Regions from separate parts of the Hordeum vulgare genome. Here region 2 is linked to region 1. A link is a contact called in public Hi-C data. All regions are on one chromosome and are shown on one strand. Each heading gives the region's core, a stretch centred on a gene start, on an enhancer-like site or on the middle of the called end of the contact. The rest is flanking DNA. Distances are from core to core; before and after follow the strand shown. Region 1 holds the start of LOC123449144 (V-type proton ATPase subunit a3-like). Region 2 holds the start of LOC123449145 (nuclear transcription factor Y subunit C-2-like).

What was found. Hi-C and Micro-C count contacts between places; a contact is called where the count stands out from the background.
Region 2: a contact with region 1 is called in a Hi-C map of seedling, with 4 times the contacts expected there. The contact joins the promoter of LOC123449145 here to the promoter of LOC123449144 in region 1. A contact is called at or near these places in 3 of 6 Hi-C or Micro-C datasets (leaf and seedling).

The regions. Positions count from the first base shown.
Region 1 is chr4H:499,580,683-499,587,650 of MorexV3_pseudomolecules_assembly, reverse strand. It overlaps LOC123449144 (V-type proton ATPase subunit a3-like), which reads left to right and starts at 5,534. Exons shown (of 18, transcript XM_045126245.1): 1 at 5,534-5,888; 2 at 6,579-6,623; 3 at 6,833-6,955. The coding sequence starts at 5,742.
Region 2 is chr4H:499,786,303-499,793,081 of MorexV3_pseudomolecules_assembly, reverse strand. It overlaps LOC123449145 (nuclear transcription factor Y subunit C-2-like), which reads right to left and starts at 1,396. Exons shown (of 2, transcript XM_045126246.1): 1 at 1,143-1,396; 2 at 1-440. The coding sequence starts at 399.

The DNA.
Region 1 (6,968 bases), core at 4,285-6,784:
GGAAGTGAACATCGGGATACATCCTCGTCTTCGTGACTTCGGTTATCCCTAACCCTAACTCCTTTCTTGTGGCTTAACTTGGTTACTCGAGCGTACATTCACTACATATTGTTGTTCACATTATATTGTGTTGGCTATTTCCGTGTAAAGATTAATCAGTCAGGCCTACACTTTATATACCACAACTCATACTTGCTACTATTGATATATCTTGTGTTTAGTGTGATTTGCTAACTTGTGTCATACACTTACACATCTTGTGATACTGCTCAAGTAAGTTTGTGTAACTTACTTGTGCTTGTGAGTAATCTTGTTGTGATTCATCTTGGTAGAACAAGTTGTTGGTGCACGTAGTTGAGCCTACTATATTTAGGATTTGTGCTTGAAAAGTATCCTCTTAGTTTATTTCCGCATTACGATTAAGCCAAATCCATAAAAGTTTTTAAAACTCCTATTCACCCCCCTCTAGGCGACATCGTGGTCTTTTCAGTAGTTGTGTTACAACATGCAAATGACATGATTTTTGTGATTGAAAATGATTTAGAGAGTGTTGTCAATTTAAAAGTTACTTTATAAATTTTGAACATTTGAATGGGTTAAATATTATTTTTCATAAGAGTGGATTTTTTCTACTGGGTAAAACTAAGGATAAAGCACTAGAGTATAAAACCATTTTTACATGTGTAGAAAGTTGACGAGCTTCAGTAATAGGCCCTCTTTGCTCAAATCATGTGTGACTAGTGTCCCTTTTGGAGTAGAATGACTTGGCAAGAAGACAAAAATGTTAGGAAGTATCACTTACTAAATTGGTAGTAGGATATTTGTCAATCTAGAGATGTGGGGGTTTAGGTTTCACTAATCTATCTGTTATGAATACATGTTTGCTTAGTAAATGGATTTGGAAACTTGAAAACAAATAAGGTCATTGGCAGAAACCGATTAGAAAGAAATATCTAAGTAATGACACATTATCTCAATGTAAATTGAAGCCTATCCATTCCCATTTTCTAGATTGGGCCGATGAAGGTGAAAGACATGTTCCTTAAGTTTTGTATAAGTAAAGTAGGAAATGGGCAAAGCACTAGATTTTCGGAAGATTAATGGCATGGTAATGCTAGTTTTGTTGCTAAACATCCTAGATTATATGTTCTATTAATAATAGGAATGTTATAGTAAACATTTTTTTACTAAATTCTGGACTAGTTTTAGTTTCATAAGAAATCTTGGGTGGTGGAGGATGGGTATCATGTGGTGCTTGATGATGAGTGCGATAGATATGTATGGACCTTGACTAAATCAGGAGCGAAGTCGATGTATAATGCTATCAAGGCTAGGAAGGTGTGGTGCCATTTTTTAAACTGTAATGAAGCCCCCCCCCCCCTCAAAACTAAAGTCTTCTTGTGGCCGATTAGTAAGAAATGCATACTGACTAAGGATGTATTGTTAAATAAAGGTCGGAAGGGTAGTGCAACCAATATATTTTGTAACTCTAGAGAGGGTATTGATCATCTCTTCTTCTCATGTCGTGTGGCTAGGTAAGTATGGAATGTGATCAAGCGTGCATTTAATTTGTAAGAAACTCCTGGTGCTTTTGAAGATATACCAGTTTGGTTTGGTAATTTTCCCATTATAGTAGTGTGATTGATCTGAAAGTATAGAAACAATGCATGTTTTGATGGGATTATGCCTTTAGACCCTACCGACATTGCATGTCGAATATCATGATATATACACCATTGTCTAGATTGCACACACAACAAGTTCGAGACCTTTGTTGCAGCATGACAAGCATGCTGGTCATGGTGGCCCATGATTTCTTCAATCTCATGCAAGGATGGGCGCCTACCATTGCCATTCCTAGTCTTGGAGGCCCTTGAAAAGACAAGACTTTTGATGGACACGGTGACAGTTCCTAGTTATTGCTGGTTTGTTCATAGGTTCTGCTGATATATGTGTCTTGCTGGTTGTTCCTAGGCTTAGATTTTGTATATTTACCTTGATGATTGTTTTTAGGACCTTCTTATATCTTTCGCGTGCACGCACGTGTGTGTGTGTGTGACATATAATTGTGTCTTGGGTGGTTTAGTTGTTATATTTTGTTGGTTGTTGAAGTTGGGTGTTTCTTTAGCTTGGCACATTGGTTTGTAGTTGTGCCCATGGGTGGATTTTGGTGGAACTTGAAGAATTGGTGGTTGTTTTATTAGCTCTATATCAAAATGAAATTGGGAGCTTGAGCTCCTTTGTTAAAAAGACACTTTTGTAGTGATTTTGATACTATTGAATTTGATTATTAAACGCGCACAATGATGCCCTCTAGAGTATAGAAAATTTACACAAGATTATTTTGAGGAAATATGTGAACATACGAGCGGGTTGCATTCCCAAAGTTTTTTTTTGAAATCAAACTCCCAAGGCTGGGGCTCCTATATATCGCGCTTGGCTTCAAATAGACATGCACACGCACGGAGCTATGCCTGGCTAGGCCGACCCAAGTAGAGCCGTGAACGCTCATCCGCATCGATCTAGATGGCTACCGTAGCGACCAAAATATAATCATTGAACGCTACTGTAGCGAGCCAAACAAAGCTCGGTTTTTGTCTTCTTTTTTATTTCAAACATCTTTTTGAAATTTCCAAACATTTTTAGAAAAACAAATATTTATGAACAAAATTTTAAAATGGTAACATTTTTTTTAAATCGCGAGCATTTTTTTGAAAAACACAAACAATTTTTTAAATTCACGATTCTTTTTGAATAGCGATCATTTTTTGTAATCAGGAACAAATTTAGGATATTGCCCAATAGTTCTCAAAACAAGATTTTTTGTTGAATTAAAAAAAATCTGGAAACATGAGTTTGTTTGAAAATTCAAAATATTTTAAATTTCCAAACAATTTTTGAAATTTCAGAACATTTTGTTAAAAAGATTTTTTAAAGGAAAACCCTTGATAAAACCATAAAAAACAACAGGAAATGAAAAAACCAAAAAACTGAACAATGTCTTTAGAAACCGATACCTTCTAAAAGGTTGCTAAAACCAAGAAAACAAAAATCTGACTAAATGAGCTGATTTTGTCGGCTCTGTGCAAAAAGATAACAACACGATGTACCGAGCATCACATAGGAAATTCGCAAGGGTGTATGTACACCAAGTCTCAAGGTGTAAGCCCAGGGCCGGGCCCACAGTGGTGCATACTGTGCGGCCCGCACAAGGCCCAAAATTCTGAGGGGTCCAAATTTTTTTAGGTAGGCCTTGTATTAGAAAAAACCTATGGACAACTGGCCAGTGGGACGCTGGGCGCTGCTCCCGCTAGAGCGAGCCAGCGAGGATACGATGTGCGACACTGCTGCTTTCATTTTTTCTGGATCGATCAATGGACCGCTGCTCCTGCTGATTCCGCTGAGCCAGGCCATCGATCGCTGTGAGGGTGCGATGTGCCCTGCTGCCGCTTCCTCTTTTTCGGATCAAACGCCACAAGCACATCGCCTCCTCGTCGCCTTGTCTCCTCCTCATCGGCTCGTCGCCTCGCCGCTCATCGCTCGTCGCCTCGTACAGGTACAACCGCAGACTACATGGACAGACCCTTGTACAGACTCAAGACTACAAAGACTAGATACTATAAGCGCAAGAGACATGCCCCTATACAGACTACAAACTACTTCGTCGCTCTTCGCGTTGTTCGATTGATCTTCAAGTTTTTTTATTAATCGTTTTTATCTTTTGTTTCAACAATGCAGATTTGAGCAATATGAAGGTTACGAGAAATTTTTTGGTTTCTTATTTACTTCTGAAAGTTTGAAATCTTTTGGTGTTAATCTTGAGGCTGCCCTTATGAAGGATAAACAATCTGATGTTGATGACAATGATCTATTTGTTGAGTTGAAGTTTCTTCAAATTTCATGCCAAAAGAAAATATCGGACCCGTTAAAATTCTGAATTTTCTAAAGCATCATGATTGTTTTTCCAATGCATGTATTGTATATAGAGTTCTGCTGACCATTCCTGTGACAGTGGCATCGACAAAAATAAGTTTTTCTAAATTAAACCTATTGAAGTCCTATGTGCATGCTACTATGATACAACAAAGATTCAATGATTTGGCCATAATAGCACTTGAGAGTGATGTGTTGGAAAAGATTGATTACGAGGATATCACTGAAGATTTAATTTCAAAGAATAGTAAAAGAATGAAGATGTTCAAATAAATAGCAACCCGTAGTTGGATATGCATAACTTTTTTATATGCCAATTATTATGCAAGACATTATAATACATATGTTATAAAAAATTTCTACGATATATATACATTATAATTACTCGTTAGTTTTTTGTGAGATAGGATCCCAACTTTTAGTTTCGTATAGGGCCCCGGATTTTGCCGGCCCTGGTAAGCCCAAGACTGATTGTTCTTTTGCATAGAACGATGTTTCAAGCTGGTCTGTTACAAGCCCAAGTCTGATTGTTCTTTCGTATGTTATATGCTTCATAGCATAAGATAAATATAAAGATTAACCTTTGACGAGCGAGCGGAGTGAGACCCATCGTTGATAGGCTTGAACCAAAGCGAAGCATAACGAACTTTGCTATATCGAACAGGTTACAAATGTCGGGGATTTATAATTGTTCAGAATATCTCATTGTGACGGTTCATAAAGGATATATATATAACATAGGTGATCGAGCTTAATACTTCTTTGTGGATGCTTCGCCTAGCTTCGGTTCAAGCCTACCGATAATGGGCCTTACTTCGCTCGCTTGTTAGAAATTTGTCTTTATCCTTTATATTTAAATTTGAAAATAACATAACAATGAGCATATGGGAGTCACTAAGAGTATATGACCTACCTATTTCACCCGTTAAACACGTTTTAGTTTGTTTGTTGATTTATTTTAATTCATATGTAATTATATTAAAATGTTATGAAGAGATGAAGTACTTCCAAAAAAATAAAACCATCGTCTGTTTTTTTTTCTGAACATAGTATAAACGCAAACGCTTAAATACACGCGCATACACTCACCGTTATGAAAACGCACACACACCCTACTCATATGAGCACCTTCAAAAGACCAAGCTAACATATCATGTTGAGATTTACGAAGCCACCGTACGCGCCTCGTCATCGACGAGAAACGTCTCCTTTCACACGAGGACTTGAATCTCAATTAACTGAAAATATCATTATCCCTTTAACCATCAACTAACAAGGTTTGCAACCATCCTCCGCTCTTGAAAGAAAGAAGAGCGTTTACAGCCTCTTACCAGCTGCCTCTACGTGCCATCCTCCCTCACCGATCGGATATCAGGTCTGGACCGACACGACACGACACGTTGATCGACCCCACCTACCAGCCTCACACCCCTCCCTCCCTCCCCCTCGTCGAAATCCAGATCCTTCATCACGCTAAAAAAAAAATCCAGATCCTTCTGACAGCTACGAACTCTTCCAATCACAAACGCAAACTGGTTTCCGGAAAAGCAAAAAATCACAGCACAAAACCGCCCCCCCCCTCCCCTCTGACCTCTGGGCCCTGCGCGTATCGGTCCCTCCCCGCCCAGCCACGTCTCGGCATAATAGCACATGGTCGACAGGACCCGGCCTGTCTCATCCTCCTCTCGCCCCCTCCCTGCTCCGCACGACGCGAAACCGATCGGGGCCGCGCTGCTCGCCGCCCGCCCATCCCCGCCGGAGAGGAGGAGGAGGAGGAGGAGCCTTCGCCCGCCGCGGGCCTGCACGCCATGGCGCGCAGCGGAGGGGGCTGCTGCCCCTCGATGGATCTGATGCGGTCGGAGGCGATGCAGCTCCTGCAGGTCATTATCCCCACCGAGTCCGCGCACCTCGCCGTCTCCCACCTCGGCGATCTGGGCCTCATCCAGTTCAAAGACGTGAGTCCGCCGTCTCCTCCCGCCCTCGATTTTAGCTGTCTGGCTTGGTTTCGCCGGAGGATCTGGCCGGTGCCTGCCCCCGATGCGCCGATCTGAGCTGGTCGCTCCTCGCTAGGGTTCCGTGCTTGCGATTCCCTCGGAATTGGCAGTGGTTCACAGATGACATTGCGAATTTGGGAGCTAAGACTTTTTGTGCGGCGTAATTATTCGCTGTGTATTACTGCCTCTCTACCAAAATCTAAGACGTTTTTGTAGGCTAAACTAGTACGGAGGGAGTATATTGTTATACCACACGTAGCCATCGGAGTTGTGCTCTGCAGGTTTGCATTGCCGTGACCCGTGTTTGCTACTCCCTCCGTTCCTAAATATAAGACATTTTAGAAATCTCACTATAGACTGGATACAGAGCAAAATGAATGAATCTACATTTAAAATGTGACTACATTCATTTGTATGTAGTTCATAGTAAAATCTCTAAAATGTCTTATATTTAGGAACGGAGGGAGTAGGTAGCAGGGGTATGCTCTTTAATCGGGAATTCTCTGCCTTGCTCAAGTGCACATGATTATTAGATCATGGAACTCGCGCGTGCATTTTCTTGCTTGTGAACTGTTATATGTGCTATGTGCGGATTTTGTTTTTTGGCTGCTTCCCTGCTGTGAATCTGATGTTTATTTTTTCTTCTCCCAGCTCAACGCAGACAAAAGCCCGTTTCAACGCACCTACGCTGCACAGGTACATTGCTCGTTTATGAGAACACATTTATCTTAATTTATGTTTTCACCATCTGCTTAAAACCTTATCACAACAGTTTTATTGGTTTGCTTTAATTATACCCGCCTTGGCCGTCGTGCATGTATATAATATGGCCAAAAGACTATATATCTGTGTTTAGTGTGATAATTATCACCGTCTCTTTGCTGCTCTGACTTAACTCCTTGCAGATCAAAAGGTGTGCTGAAATGTCCCGCAAGTTGAGATTTTTTAAGGAACAGATGTCGAAAGCTGGAATACAAGTTCCTCCCATGCAATCAACCGAAACTCCTCTAGATTTTGATGACATGGAGGTATGATAATCAG
Region 2 (6,779 bases), core at 147-2,646, 210 kb before region 1:
GGTGCGCGCGATGGCAGCTGCGACATCGTTGCGCTGCAGTGTGCGGCGCTTGTTCTCCTCGGCGTGCAGCCAGGAGCGGATGGTGAGCTCGAGGATGAAGAGCTCGCACGCCTTGGCGAAGAGCACGGGCGCCTCCGCGGAGATCATACGCACGTCCTCGTCGGCCTTCATGATCTTCTTGATCCGTGCCAGCGGCAGCTGGTGGTTCTTGAAGTCGGACGCCGACGCGCGCTCCGCCTCCTGCCGCTGGTACGCCCAGAACGCCTGCAGCTGGGCCTGCTGCTGCTGGAGCAGGTGGTGGTGTGGCACCGGCGGCGGCCCAGGCACGCCCGGCACCGGGGCTCCGGATGCACCGGTTGCCGGGGGCTGGGTGGTGTAGGGCAGCTGGTGGTTCTCCATTGCTATCTAGCTTGCGATCTGCAAGCTAGGGCGATGTATAGCTGCATGGAGAAAATCAAGACGGTTGTTAGAACTTAGAAATGAATGATCTGTGCACCACCCCGTAACCGGAAGTAACAATGGCTACCTAGTTCAAACTATAGGCTTGCAAAGCCTAAATGACGCGACGCTTGCAAAGAGATCGATCAAGATGTCAAAGAATGGCGAGAACCATCAGGTCCAGGGTATACAGTAGAGAAACAAGATGTTAGCCATTCAGAAGAGGATGAGGTGATCATGTGGGTAATCTTTCATTATAAAGTTTGGTACTATCTAGGATGTGGCGGATCAAGAGATGAGGAAGCGAGACTAGCCATAGGTGGCGAAGTGCAAACAAGGGGGCCTACTTATCCCTTGCTTATCGTGCACATGCATATTTCTGCTAGCCTGATCGGGATCGACGCAGCGTTAAGATCTTACTATCAAAGTAATAAACCTGCATGCAGCTAAAACATGAAGGCTGGAGAAGTGATGGATCAAAACAAAGAGCAGAACTACATCGATCGATCATCGATTGTCTACTAGCCAAAAGCCAAAACGATAACGAGGAGAAGAAGATCAGCTCCGGTTTCATTCAGGCTGGAAGAGAAAGAAGCAGTACTGAGTACAGTTACAGGCGCAAGCTCTGCATGTCTGCATGCGTGAGACGGTAAAGATGGCGAACGACTAGAAACTTAAGGTGGAACAATCATAGAACACCAGACCTGGGCTTTGTAGATCAGACGAACCCCCTCTGTGAACTTGATCTCTTACTGCTTCAGTTAGCAAGGGGAGGGAAGGCGAGCATGAGCGGCTCCTGCTGCTCGGCGCAAGCGCGTCGGATGCTTCAGCACACACGGTGATCAGAAGCAGCAGGACACGCCCTCGCGGCCATTGCCGAGCTAGAGAGAGGGCTGAATAAAAATGGCCAGCTCTCGGTCCAACGAAGCTGAAAAAGATCACGCGGTAGACGGACACGACCTGGGATCCGGGATATCTGAAGCACGCGCGTCATTTTCGTCTGCTTGGAAGCTAGCTAGCCGAAAGGTATTATCCGGTGCTGTTATGCAGTTTACGGTGAAACACTAAGTATGTCAGTCTGTATTCTGAATATTATGCAGCAAAAATAGCATGTACTGGTAAGGCTAAATTACAGCACCTAGATACATGTTGTGCACAGAATTAGGGCCAAAAATTGGGTCTGTGTCCTGTGAATTTTCTGTGAGTTGTGTACGTTCCTGACCATAGCTGATCAATGGATTTTTCTAAAAATAAAGTTTGTCAAGGGGCAAGCAAGGCCTTTCACATGCACTCTGCTGTGAAAACTTAGAAGGTACGTATATCTTGTTCTGATTTATTTTTGGCGTGTTACCTGAGGATAAGAAAAGATGGAGAGGATATCTGGGAGAGAGCAATTCGTGGCCAGGCTTTGTCTTTTCGGATATCGGCATTATCCATTGTGGAAGTTTTGTAGCCTCTCAAAACTGTTCACTCGGATTGGGGGCAATATCGGCTGGGTCGCCGTTCCCATCTGCTCAAATTGGCACGAGCTGGTCTCTAGGCACGAGCATGTCATGTGCACATCGGGGATCTTCAGTTAACGTAACCATGAGTGGCGTCAGAAATGTCTCAATGGTGACGGTGACGCCATGGGTGGTCTCATCAAATGGATCTTCTCAGGCTGTCACTGGTTCTCAGCCTGTGTCTGCAGCCAGGTCGAACATGTCTCTCCTCCGATAATTGGAGAACCATTTCTGGTTTAATTAATAGAACGAGGCAGTTTTGTAGATTTTATTCTTATCCTTCGATTGGGGAAAAGGAGGGAAAAGTTTACGACGCATGTAGGTGTGTGTCTTAGTTATCGCACATCTCTAACTGATCCAATCAAGCATAAAAAAGAAATCCACACAAATCTCCGTGTAAAATCAATGATATAGACTTAGATGAGCAATATTTATGACATATCTAGATGTGCTTTAGCAAAACAGAAAGAAGAAGTATGAATTCGGTTTTGAAAAATTGGATTTGTTGGCAACAGCTCCCACTCACTTCACACACGACTCAGCAGAAGATTAGGGTTTCCGTCTTTCTCGCCAACGCTGCCTCCGGTGGCCTTATGGGCCTTGGAGTTGCGGTGGACCACCCCTCCCCCCCCCCCCCCAACCGGGTTTAGCAGGAGGGATCATGTCCTTGCATTAGGTAGGTTTAGTGTCTTGGTCGAGGCAGCGATATCATATGTGTCTCCGGCAAATCTTCTTTGACCTAGTTGGCGATGGGCTTCCGTGGATATGCCTGGATCCGGCCAATGTTCGTCTTTGGCACACCCATTTGGATTCAGCCGACCCTCGTTTTCGATGCCCTTTTCGACCTACACTTTCCATCATCGATGGTGGTTGTTGTTCTAGCGCGTTGGTCCTTTGGGACCTTAACACAACAACTTTCTGTTTGTCTATTATAACAAGGTTTGTCTAACTCTGGTGAGGGAAAATGATGGTTGTGGTTGCCTTTGGCTCGCTCCAGTTCTTGTATTTGTCTCTAGATGGCCTGTTATAATTTTTGTTATTTTGGGGGATCTTTAATCTGCCATTGCAAATTATCAATAGACTCAAGACTTTTCAAAAAAGAAGAGCTCGTGTGATGTCACGAGGAAAATTACTTCGATGAGAGAATCGAGAATCCAACAAGTGACTCTACTATTCCATCAGATGACATATTTTATTCATTTGCATAATTTCTAATTTCTTACTTTTGTCAAAAAGGGGATATTTTCCTCCATAATTCTAATTTTGTTTAGGGTGGAATGTAGTGTGATGGTTCCATTCCCTTTGAATGAGACGATTTCAATCATAAGTCGAATTGGGGACAATTGGATACAATGAAATGGTTAAATCTCATATTAGTTTGGAACGATGGAATGGATAAGTTTCTTGTTCTCACCACTTTTAAATGAATGGTGAGATTAATGCCGGCGTCAAAACCGGCAAATCTCGGGTAGGGGGTCCCGAACAGTAGATCTAGAATCGATAGGTTGCAGGAAAGAGGGGGAGACATCGTTTATCCAGGTTCGGACCCTCTTGAGGAGCTAAAACCCTACGTCCTGCTTGATTATATTGATGTGGAACGATGCTTACGAAGTTGATCTACCTCGAGATCGAACGAGCTAAACCCTAGATGAGATAACCTGCCTCTACACGTAAGAGCCTCAAGTTTATAAAGACACTAGGGCCCCGAGGGTTACATGTTACCGACCTTAATCGGGGATATACGGGCCGAACTGGTCCTCCTATCTTGGAGTGCAGGCCTAGTCTTTGGAGCTTTCCATCTAGATTATGAAGTTGCCACATAACTCGGTCTTCAATGACACAGACCATGTGGTCGGCCCATCAGGGATAACCCGACTGCCCGAGGGCCACTTAATCTGGAACTCCCTCAGTAGCCCCCGAACTAGCCTTGAACACCAATGTGTATGGTCTTCGGCAGCGGGACACATAGACTAATCGGCTTGCACGACGAGTTCCTCCTGTATCCGGCCGATATCGGTTTAGTCGCTCCAATGACGTCGCGTTCTCAAAATGGGCATCATTAAATCTAAAGGATTTAAACGCCGTAGGTGAATAGTCCTTAGCTGACAATTCTTCTCACGAAAAGTTGTGATAGCAAATAATGAGAAAAACTCGAATCGCAGATCGAGGCCACTTTCCCCGAGGCACGTTCTATCAACAAAAGAGATTGTGTCCCGCATTTAAGGGGATTCAAATTAATGACCCGGGCCAACTCACGCACATTCAACGGTGCGGTCATTTCAGGAAGTAGCAATGTTGATGGCGCAATAAGCGGAAACCCTTGGCTCACGACCTCCCTTAAAAGGGGAAAAGATCCAAAGCCCACCACAAGCATTCCAAACCCTACTCCTTCTCCTGCCAAGCTCGAGTGCCCAAATCCATTCCATCTCCCACCCTTTCCAAACGCCCTTCGTTCCAAGCTGTGCAATGGCCGGCCCGGGCTCTAAGGGCAAATGGGAGATCTCATGTGTGTCTGAAGGGGACATCCACGAGCTGAAGCATTGTGGATATATTGCAGCCGGCATCGCCCACCGAGCACCGGAAAAGGGCCAGGTGGTACCTACGCCAAGGCCCGGTGAGCGGGTGGTGTCCGTCCCCCACTTCCTCCGGGGACTGGGCTTCCCGCTTCACCCCTTTGTCAGGGGTGTGATGTTTTATTATGGGTTAGACTTCCATGACCTTCCCCCGAATTCCATTATGCACGTCTCCATCTGCATCATCGTTTGCAAGGCCTTCCTGCCGGTTGATCCGCACTTTGGTCTTTGGCTCAAAGTTTTCAGCGTCAAGCAAAAGTCGGTCAGCAGCCAGCATGCCGACTGTGGCAGGGCTGTGATAAGCAAGATCTGCCGCGTGCCATGGCCTGAGGGCACACTGATCGACACCATCAAGGGCTGGCATAAGGAGTGGTTCTACATCATAGAGCCACAAGAAGCAAACTGGGCGATGCCCAACGAGTTCAAGTCCGGACCCCCGGTGAGGCTGACCTCATGGATCAAGAAGGGTCTCGACTGGGGCTCAACTTCGGATGTGAAGCTGGTGCAAAAATGCATCAAGCAGATGGTGGCATCAAACATCCAGCTGGCCGCTGTAGACAAGGTCACGCCCCAACCCACATCCTTCCCTTCCACCTCTAGGATAATGCGATGTCGTCTCACAAGCCCGGCGACCCCTCGATGGTGCTCGAGTTCAATCGCACCACCCATGAAAACCTATGGCGTATACTTCTCAAACCGCAGCAGGAGAGGTCGGCCGAGGACAGAGACACCGGCTTGGACACCGATACTCCTCGTTTGGAGGTACGTCCGAGCTCTCATACTTACTCAAAGTCCTCGTTTTATTGAAGGTCTTACTATCCCTCCTTCTTTGAAGGATTGGCTAGAATTGGCCGAAAAAATAAATGGTCCAGCTCCCCTGCCCGAGGAACCCCGGACTCCTCTGGTGAATCTGATGCTGGTAGAGGCGATGTACGTGGCACCAAGCAATAAGAAGAAGGACACTCGTGGGGGTCTTTGTTCGAGGTATCCGCCGGATACCAAATCCGGGGACTCCCAAGCCTCTTCCACCCATGAGGGGGAGGATGCAGATGTTGAGGAGAGAGGTATTCTCTTCATGCGAGGAAGAGGGAGGCGCCGAGGAAGCTAAGGAGGGGTAACTCCTCGGGCTCAAAAGAGACCTTGCAAGAGCAAGGTCGCCTTTCTCGGCGCTAGATCGGACTCCGATGTCGATATTGGAGCCTCTATGGTGATCCCTCGCTGAACGGCTAGGGTCAAGCCCCCGGCCCGAAGGTACGGAATCCACTTCTTAAATCAACGGAGTTATACCAAAATTTCATCAATAACGAGCAACGAGTTGTTTCCTATCACAGCCCAGTCCGAGATCTTCCAACAGATCAAGTGTCGCGGGAGGGTTCGCTGCCCGCCGAGCTGGCGAAGAGTGGGAATGCGTCCCACAATACTCCTCCCCGGGCTTAAGATGAGCTAGCCGAGGTGATGTCCCATCCGGCCCCGCCGACCACTACCGAGGTGGCGATGGCTGAGGCGGATACATCAAACGCCGAGGATTGGGAGGTCCCGGCCGAAGTCGATACACCAGCCTCCGAGGACCGAGAGGTCCCGACTGGTGTTGATACACCCGTCACCGACGACGAGGAGATTTTGGCCGAGATACGCACCTCGGTCGTTGGGATCCACGGGGCTGGTTCCTTCTCCGCAAGTGGAGAAAGGAACCAAATTACCTCCGAGCTTTGCCCGAAGAGAGCTTCCCGGGGACCTCATGCTCCGGTGTCTTCGGTGCCGCCCATAGCGCCGCCTGCAGCACAACAAGCTATGGCTGGATGGCCGGCCATAATGGAGGATGCCTTGACCGACTCCTCTATTGTCGAAGAACATCACACGCTTATGGGTGCGGTCTTAAAAAGTATTCAGTACGTTAACAATAGACTAAACGAAGCCTTCAACGGCTTGCTGACAGGTTTTAAGGTAAATCGTGTAATGTTTTAAATTTTAGTTGCAATATTTTATATGCCTTTATAGGTATAACAACCCCCGAGCAACGGGTAAGTTTGACAAGCTTATCCATGGTTGCACATCAACTCCTAGGCACAAAAAACGATTCTGAGATTATACCAACCTGCTGGAGTAAATCCGATCAAAGTGTCTTGTGTGCCGATAATTCGGAGTCGTTAAAATTCATAATGATGTCATGTAGTCTTCATCCTTTCCTGTTGATGCCAACGTTGTGGAGATAGCTGAGCTGAACCGGAAACTGAAGGTTTCTGATGATGAGCTTAGTCGTGTGAAT